Regions from separate parts of the Rattus norvegicus genome. Here region 2 is linked to region 1. A link is a contact called in public Hi-C data. All regions are on one chromosome and are shown on one strand. Each heading gives the region's core, a stretch centred on a gene start, on an enhancer-like site or on the middle of the called end of the contact. The rest is flanking DNA. Distances are from core to core; before and after follow the strand shown. Region 1 has its middle 15 kb from the start of Bmp7. Region 2 holds the start of Rae1 (ribonucleic acid export 1).

Evidence for each region. Hi-C and Micro-C count contacts between places; a contact is called where the count stands out from the background.
Region 2: a contact with region 1 is called in a Hi-C map of Schwann cells, with 2.0 times the contacts expected there. The contact joins the promoter of Rae1 here to the enhancer-like site in region 1. A contact is called at or near these places in 2 of 12 Hi-C or Micro-C datasets (the A7r5 cell line and Schwann cells).

The regions. Positions count from the first base shown.
Region 1 is chr3:182,148,274-182,152,792 of GRCr8, forward strand. No RefSeq gene overlaps it. Among named protein-coding and RNA genes, the nearest start is that of Bmp7, 15 kb to the left of the region's middle. Within about 2 kb of position 3,023, at least 6 of the 93 cell types and tissues checked have an H3K27ac peak or open chromatin away from gene starts, as enhancers often do. A contact at or near this core is called in Schwann cells, where this site is marked.
Region 2 is chr3:182,195,993-182,200,527 of GRCr8, forward strand. Rae1 (ribonucleic acid export 1) reads left to right here and starts at 1,610. Exons shown (of 12, transcript NM_001033708.1): 1 at 1,610-1,709; 2 at 3,921-4,015. The coding sequence starts at 3,926. LOC134486500 (a long non-coding RNA gene) reads right to left here and starts at 1,307. Exons shown (of 2, transcript XR_010065538.1): 1 at 239-1,307; 2 at 1-80.

The sequences.
Region 1 (4,519 bases), core at 1,773-4,272:
CACACACACACACACACACGATAAATAATGAAATGACATGAATCCCATGCCAAAACAGGGCACCTTATCAGCAGAAGGAGTAAAAGATGTCTACTGACATCAGCAATCATCTCAGATGGTCCTTGGTTGACCATCACTGGGCTCAGCATTTGAATCAAGATTGCATGTAGCTGCAGCAGAGACCTCCCCATGGTAACTGACCAGAAAAGAACATGAAAGGTTTGAGTTTTGTTTTGTTTTGTTTTCCCCCTCAGGGTGCAGGAATTCTATGGGAAGGAAGTACAATACTCATCAATGCAGGTTCTCAAACAGTAATTACAAGTGCCTCCTTTTCTCAAGCTTCTCAGGAAGCTCGGCCTGTAGCAGTCCCAGCCTGTGGTCTGCAGTATAGTTACTCCAGTTTCAGGCACCACATCTCCCTTCCGTTCATTCCAGAGAATTAATGGAAGAAGGAAGGGCAGAAAGCATCTGCCAGCTGAGTCTGTCCTTCATCTTTAGGAAAGTGATTGCTAGCCTTTCCTGATGTCCACAGCTAGCACTACGTAGCTGCAAGAGAGTCTAGTAGAAAAGAAAACAGGGAGAATGAGACACCACCTGCAGCATAGCTGCAAGAGACTCTAATAGAAAGGAAAGCAGGGAGAATGAGACACCACCTGCAGCATAGCTGCAAGAGAGTCTAGTAGAAAGGAAAGCAGGGAGAATGAGACACCACCTGCAGCATAGCTGCAAGAGAATGTAGTAGAAAGGAAACTGGGGAGAATGAGACACAAGCTGCTGTCTCCACACATCTCAGGCTTAGACCAGCACATCCTCCTACATCCTTATAAGGTAGAGTGAACAGATGCCCCTAGACCTGGGCCCCATGAGCTGTAGTCTGAGAACTAAATGAGATGCCTTCTATAGTTTAATGAAGACATGTTACTGAAATATAGTGATGACCTCTGCTTACATATTATCTATGGCTACCTGATTTTCTATAGTACCAATGGAGAAGATGTGATAGAGAACCCCTCAGTCCCCAGAACTAAACACATGTACAGCCTAACCCTATAGACAGAAAGTGCTCACCCATGACAAGTCCCTGCTGCTTGGATTATGTCTGTGGGCCAGAAACAGTGACTTGCCATATGACCCAAGTGGCTTTATCAGACCATCCCACATTGTCCCATTCTCTGTAGAATATGCAGATTCACTTCAAGATAACCCATGGGGACTGATGATCGTGAATGGGGATGTTATATGATAGAATAGTCGCCACTATAGTCTCAAAGGCAGCATGCCCCAAGGAGGGAGCTTCTGAATCCTCCAGGGGAAGAATCCAGGTCCATTAATACATGCTACACAGGAGGCTGAGGCAGGAGAACCACAGGACTAGGGCTAGCCTGGGCTCCTGGTAAGTTGTAGGCTAGCCTGGGCAACTTAATAAGACCACCTCAAAATACAAACTAGAAAGAGGGCTAGGAACAGATTGCCCTGTGGAGTTTTGCTACTGGGAGTCACACTGGCCCTCTCTTAGGTGTCGCTGTCTCTCTGGAGGCTGAAAGTTCACCTAACAAGTGGTGGGGACAGCTGCTCCTTTTGGGCTCTCTAGCCAGTTTTCAGGGGTGTGTACTAAAGTTCTCCTCGGCCTGTGTGGGTTCTCTGTCCATCACAGACAGCTTGGAGTGGTTTTAGCCTAGCCACCAGCTCACATGGAAGCACTCTGAGCTGCAAGAGGTCCTATACTGTGACAATGACACACATTTTTGGAGACAAACACTCTAGAAATACAAACAAGGGATCCTAAGTTCATCAAAGTGAGCCCAGACCCAAGTTGTCCCCAAACCTCATCATTGCTAATACTGAAAGAAATCAATAAAATTAAAAACTAAGGGTTGGGGTTGGAGAGATGGCTCAGTGGTTAGGAGCACCGACTGCTCTTCCAGAGGTCCTGAGTTCAAATCCCAGCAACCACATGGAGGCTCACGACCGTCTGTAATGGGGTCTGATGCCCTCTTCTGGCCTGCAGGTACATGTGCAGATGGGGCACTCATAAATATAAAATAAATAAATCTTAAAAACGAAAAACAAAAACAAAATACTAGGAGCTGGAGAGATAGTTCGGAGATTAAGATCACTTAGTGCTTTAGCAGAGGACCTGGGTTCTAGTCCCAGCAGTTACAAACATCCTTAACTCCAGTTCTAGGGAACCAACACCTTCTGGTATTATAAGCAACACACACACACACACACACACACACACACACACACACACACACCACACACATACACACAGCACAAACACACACACACTCCACACACACACACACCACAAACACACACACCACACACACATACACACACATACACACCACACTCACACACACACATACACACGCCACAAACACACACACCACACACATACACACAGCACAAACACACACACTCCACACACATACACACACACCACACACACATACACACCACACACACACACACACACACACACACACACACACACACACACACTAAAACAAAAAAATTAAACCATAAAACATCCTCCATAACACAAGGCAGTACAGCCCCACTCCTTGGGGTTCTGAAATGCTTGCTTGCTGGGCTCTTTCAGGATGGGGACTGGGGAGACAGGCAGAGTAGCGTTCTCCAGGCCATGATCCTACCTGGGTCCTGAACAGGGCCTTCATACACACCCATGTGCCTCAAAGGATACTGGGGAGCCAGCATGAAAGCAACAAGCATCCCACTTTCAGAGAGCTCCAGGGGATTCTGAAGCCGTTCGCATCAGCCCCCTACCAAGGCCTCTACCTGGTCCAGTTTAGGATATAATTTTTCTACTCAGGATGAGACATTGAAGCCGGAGATGGGGAACCCACCGCTGGCTGCTTCCAAATCTGGGGCCCATCGGGTCCACTTTCAGCAGCAGAGACCAAACTGCAGCCAGGGAGACAATAAGAACAGACAGGCTTTTGTTCTGACTAAACTGCTTTTAATGGTTCCTTCCAGGCAAGCCCTGTGGAAGTCTCAACAAGGCTGCCATTGAACCATCCTGGAAGTGCCCAGTCGGGCAGAGCCAAGGAGCTGGGGAGGGCTGGGCCTTTGCTCCGCCTTGGTGGTCTGGCCACAAGGGAGGCTGCCTCTTTTGTTTGCTGTCTGATGGAAAGGGGGGAGGATGTCAGGCAGGCGGGACTGACCCACCGTTCTGTAATTAGTGCCTTTAAAGTGTCAGGAGCATCGCTTCTTGGCCTTTTGGCTAAGATCAAGTGTAAAGTGTCAGGAGCGCTCTCACTGCACAGGGCACACGGGCACTAGCATCTGCACGTGCACTGCTCCGTGACAGGAGATGTCTTCCAGGAGGGGACAGGGCTTTCCAGGAGCTCGGTAGTGATTCTACTCAGGGGTCAGGGCAGCACCTAAGCCGACATTCAGGAGCCACAGTTCAGACCCTTGCTTTTCATCTGGAGACTACCGCATTTACTGGACTCAAGTAGAATCCAGAAGAGAAGAAACAGACAGACGAATGCAAATTCTGACTTAATAACTGAGAACTGATGTGTTCACCAACACTCAGGGGTCCAGGCACTCCCATAATGAAATCCTGCGTGCCCCTAGTCAAACATCCTAAGAGGAAAGCTTGGGCCACAGAGCCCCTGCTCCCTGGCCCAGGAACTGTCCCCTTATGTCTTAAGCATCTCTAGGATTCTGCAGTGTCCCCAATGTGGGCCAGCTGAGCCAGGCACTAGGTCTCCAGGGCCATGTTTGTGATGTGCCCACAAGCAGCTCATCCTGACCAGTCCGTGGGGAACCTCCAGTATGGCTGTCATTCAATCCTCCTCTGACTGCAGGCATGGCTGGGTAGGGCTCAGTCTGCACAGGTGTGGGGTACAAGTGTGACTTACTTGTCTTTCGGATGAGTAAGTCAAGTGCCCCAGATGAGTCCGAAGGCCAAGCCAGTGACGTGCTAAGGCCAGCTGCCGCCCCTCAGCCAGCTGCTGCTCTGAGCTTTCCTGGAATCATTGGGATACTTTAGATAAACATAGCCCATCATGCCAGGGCACAGAGGAGACACTGGCACACAGGAGTGGTAAGGGACACTGTTCTAGAGTTTTGCCAGGGAGGGACACTTCCCAACCCAGCAGGCCACTGGTGACTTCAGGAGTAATATGTCCCAATACAGCACAAGACTGGTCCTCGGTAGGCTAAATTCTCTCCCCCATTCCTCCTTCCCTTCTCCCTCCCTTCCAGTTCTCCCTTCCTTCCAGCTTCTCACTCCCTTCCAGCTTCTCACTCCTTCTAGCTTCTCACTGCCTTCCAGTTTCTCCCTATGTGTTTCCTTCCTCCCTTCCTTTATCTTCCTTCTCCTTTCTTCCCTTCACTTTTAATTAAATAAGGACGGGATTCCTTTCCAGTGACCACGAGGGGTACAGTTTAATTAAACCTGAATTAATGTGTCCTTCCTGCCCCCCATGGTCACGCATGCCATGTTCGTTTGAGCTGCTCAGAGTGACTCTGGGGCAAATGA
Region 2 (4,535 bases), core at 360-2,859, 46 kb after region 1:
GGATGGAGGTGGGGAGGAGAGTAAATAGATGATCACCAAATGTCCTAGACAGGCCAGTTTCCACTGTTGTAGTGAGGTCCCTTAAAACAAGAAACCAGTGGTCAGTTTTCATTCCATTGTTCTGTAACCCTGTTCCTCCCTTAAATTTTAAAAAACTGCTTGTTTTGGAGTCAGAGCCTTACTGTGTAGCTCTGACTGAACTAGAACACAGAGACCCACCGCCTCTGCCTCTACCTACTGAGTGCAAGGATTGGAAGGCCTGTGGTTGCCCAATGAGGAAACTAATTTCGTAGTAACCAATCACATTTTGTTCTTCCTTAATAGCATTCGGCCTTTGTCTCTCTAAAATTGCGTTCCCTGATTGGTTCATTGGAATCCCCATTCTGGAATCTAGCTAATTGTGTCGTCATCTCGTCTGACACCTTAAACACTCTATATGGAAGGTATCATAAAGCAAGTCTTTTGTGTGTGTGTGTGTGTGTGTGTGTGTGTGTGTTTCAGGCCAGCTTAATACTGACCAGTACATGGGGTTCAGTAATTAAGAGTACTTGTCGGGGTTGGGGATTTAGCTCAGTGGTAGAGCGCTTGCCTAGGAAGCGCAAGGCCCTGGGTTCGATCCCCAACTCCGAAAAAAAGAACCAAAAAAAAAAAAAAGAGTACTTGTCGTTCTTGAAGAGGGCCTTGGTTCGGTTCCCAGTACCTGCATGATGGTTTTGACTATCTATAACTCCAGTTCCAGGGGATCCTATACCGTTTTCCGGCCTCCGCATGCATGTGGTGCATGCATATACATACAGGCAGGGAAAACATCCATGAACGGAAATAAATCTTACACATCCCAGGGAGTAAGCACCGTTTTCTTTATCGTTCCGCTCAGGATGTTCCAGGTAGGCAGCCTCTTAGAGGACAGCGCTGGACTTGAGCTGGTGAATCCATTTTTTTTTCTATTCTTTTTTTCGGAACTGGGGACCGAACCCAGGGCCTTGAGTTTGCTAGGCAAGCGCTCTACCGCTGAGCCAAATCCCCAACCCCCATTTTTATTTTATGTATATGACTATGTTGCCTGAACACGTTTAAGCACCACTGCGTGCAATGCCCATAGAAACCAGAAGAGGGCGTCAGTTCTCCAGGAACTGGCGTTAGTTCTCTTGGAGCTGCGAGTCGTCCAATGGATGCTAGGAATAGAACCTGGGTCTTCTCCAAGCCTCTGCTCTTAGCCACTGAGCCATCTCTTCAACTCACAACAATAAATATGATGATACACAAGTGAAAACAACGCCCTCGCTCAACTAGTTGCCTGGCAACCGTGCCCTCGACTTTCCACCAACCCACAAACTGCTGGCATAAAGACTTCCTCTCGACCTCAGCAGGGCTTCTGCGCATGTGCGGCCGCCTTGAGACAGGCGGAACGTCGTCCCCTGACGCTTTCCGGGCAGTCCCGGAAGTGGCTTGTAGCGCATGCGCTGTGCTTCTGTGGTAACTGGGCAGTTTCCACCGGTTTAAGACGACTGCGAGGTCTGGGGTCTCCTTGCTGCGCCCCCTCCGCCCCGCGCCAGAGCAGGCTCGTGGCTTCGGGCCCCGCCGCGTGCGCAACCCTCAGGCGGCCGCGCGCCCCCGTCCCCGCCAGCCGCGCTCCCTCAGGAAAGCCCCCGGCCCGCGTGGGGAAAACTGAGTCCCTCTCTGCAGCCGGACCCTGTGCGCTCCGCCAGGTAGGCCGGGACTTTCCGCGTGCGCACCCTGCTCAAGCCACGAAGATGGGGAGACGGTGGGGGAGACGTGGCAGGTGGCGGCAGTGCCCGTGGCCTGCGCAGACGGGAGGGGCGCGGCCGAGCCGGCGGGCGTGGACAAGCACTCGGGCGGTGGAGGGTTGGGAGTTCAAAACCAGTCTGAGCTAACAGTGAGTGCCCAGCCAGCCTGGGCTGCATGAGTCCTTGTTTGAGAAAGCATCCCTCAGAGGTACTTGAGGTGGAGAGATGGCTTCACTGGCCTTCCAGAGGTGGGGCAGCCCACAGCCGCCTGTTCACTGCAGCTGCAGCAGATCCGATGCCCCCTTCTGGCCTCGGTGGATACCACACTCCCATGCTCATACCCGTACGATGATCTAAAACTAAAACAAATTATACAGTAGCTTGCTACCTCAAGCACACACTGGGGGTCCTTTTGTTTCATAACCCCAGGGGGGAAGAATTAATGTTTCTGGTTTAAAGGTGGGAAAATCAAGATGAATTCACATTCCCAGGGTACACGGCTGTGCAGAAGCCCTGTCCTTCCTGGCTCATCCAAGCAGGAAACCTGCCTGTCTGCACATCTCCCTACCTGTACAGACAGGCTTGTAGTCATCAACGCTGAGAGTGAGCGGCTCCCAAGTCGTTTTCGGAGATGTGAATGTGCTCCCTACATCTGTTTTGAAGTCAGCAGATGTCAAATGCGTTCCCAAAGTTCCTCACACTTTCCTCTTTCTGTGAGGAGGCGGCCCTCATTAGGCAGTGGATGGCTGAGGTGTTAGCCTCACCTAGGAGAGGTGGCGGATTTGGTGGAATTCTGGGTTTTAAGAATCTGCTTTTTAGTAACAGCTCGAAGTGTGGCAGAAGCACGTGTGTCTGGAGTTACAGTGCACAGGCAGTTTCCTTGGCAACAACACAGTTTATTACGTTCAGTGCTAGACCGTGCACATTTTTCTCTTTGGTAGACCAGGCTGTCCTCAGACTTGTGTACAATCAGGGATGGCCTGCTCCTCCCGACCCTGCCTCCCAAGTTACAGAGGTCACCTGTGCCATCTCACCTGACTAACCCTAAACTGTCTGTGTATGTCGTTGTGTGTGTGGCCACGCATGACACTGTCCACGTGTGGTTTTCAGAGGACAGCTTTGAGTTCTCTGGGGATCACACTCATGTCTCCAGGCTTGTGCACCGGGGGTCTTCGCTGTCTGAGCCGACCGGCCAGCCCCAGAGCAGGCCTGGAGAGTGCGTGCTGCGTTTTCACCACAGCTGGAAGCTGAAGCATGGCAAGTGAGTGGCAGGTGGGCTGGCAGACTGCCACGCTCAAGAAAGCACAGTGCCGACTCTCGATGGCTCCAAGTCTACACTGTCACACCAGGCCTTCAGTACTCAGTGGACCAACGTGGATTGCTTGAGACAAGCTTTCTCTGTGTAGCCCTGGCTGTCCTGAAACTCACTCTGTAGACCAGGCTGGCCTCAAACTCTCAGAGGTCCTCCTGCCTCTGCCTCACAAATGCTGGGATTAAAGGCATGGGCCACCACTGCCCGGCATGGGCTGCTTTTCCTAAAGCCTTGAGAAATTGTGGAACACCTGTCGGGACTGGTCGTTCTTTCTAGGTAGCTTCATGCAGACATCCACCTAAAATAGCGTAGAAAGGGAGCCACCAAGAGTGGGCCCTGGGCACAGGAGGCCCTCCCGCCTACTGCCAGGTGCCTAGTGTGCAGTTCTGACCCTGGAGAGTGGTACCTCTTTCCCAACTGCTGAGTGAAATGCTGTAGTAGATCTGCGTTGGTGCCATAATGCTGGCAAGGGCATCCTTCCATAGAGTAGAGGAAAGTAGATGTAGGAGAGTCTGCCTTCATAGCTTCCAGAGGCTAAAAATGCTGTACAAGTAATTGTGTGTATTTGGGGGGAAGAGGGGCAGACAGACAGACAAGCTCTGTGTATCCCTGCCTGGCCTGGAACTTAGTATGCAGACTAGGCTGTTCTCATACTCAGAGATCTACCTGCCTTTGCCCAAGTGTTCAGATTATACTATGCTGGGCAGAAAAGCTCCTTCTATTAGGGATTCTGCTCGTGACATACTTAAATTCTCTTCTGAAGAGCAAGTGGCTTAGCATCACAGTACTAGTTTCTGCTATGTACTTTGTACCACCTACGGAGGGCCTGTTCTTAACGTTTCCCACTTTGTGTTTTCCAGCCAACATGAGTCTGTTTGGAACAACCTCTGGTTTTGGGACTGGTGGGACCAGCATGTTTGGGAGCACAACCACAGATAACCATAACCCAATGAAGGTAACACACACACACACACACCCCACCCTACCCCCCGTAGGGCACACAGAGAGCCACGGAGCCTCTGTTGGGTGAAGAGAAGTGTGTGGCTTGAGGGATCTCATGGGATGAAGCTGAGGAACACTGGCACACAAAGCTCATCCTCGCAGAATCAGGGTCCCATCCTCACTTGAGCTCATCACAGCTACCAAGCCCCCTGTGAGAGCCAGAGCTTCCCCAGGTCAGCTTGCTGTATAATTTAGTGTGACTCTCACAGCAGCCCTGGAGAATGTCCGCTGTTCTCTGGACTGCAGGAAGTCGAGGACCGGGATGGGATGAGGCAGCTCGGCTGCCTCGTGTAAGTGCTGCCTTGGTACCTGGCTTTTAGCACATTGCTAAGCCTGCAGCTCTAGTATTTTCCTTGACTTGTGTATTGCTCTTGTGTTTGATCAAAGTAAGGAAAGGTCAGATCCAGTTGGGTCTCAAGGCAAAGAGAGATGAGCTTGAAGTGTTTAGTGAGGAAAAAAGGTACCCTATGGTG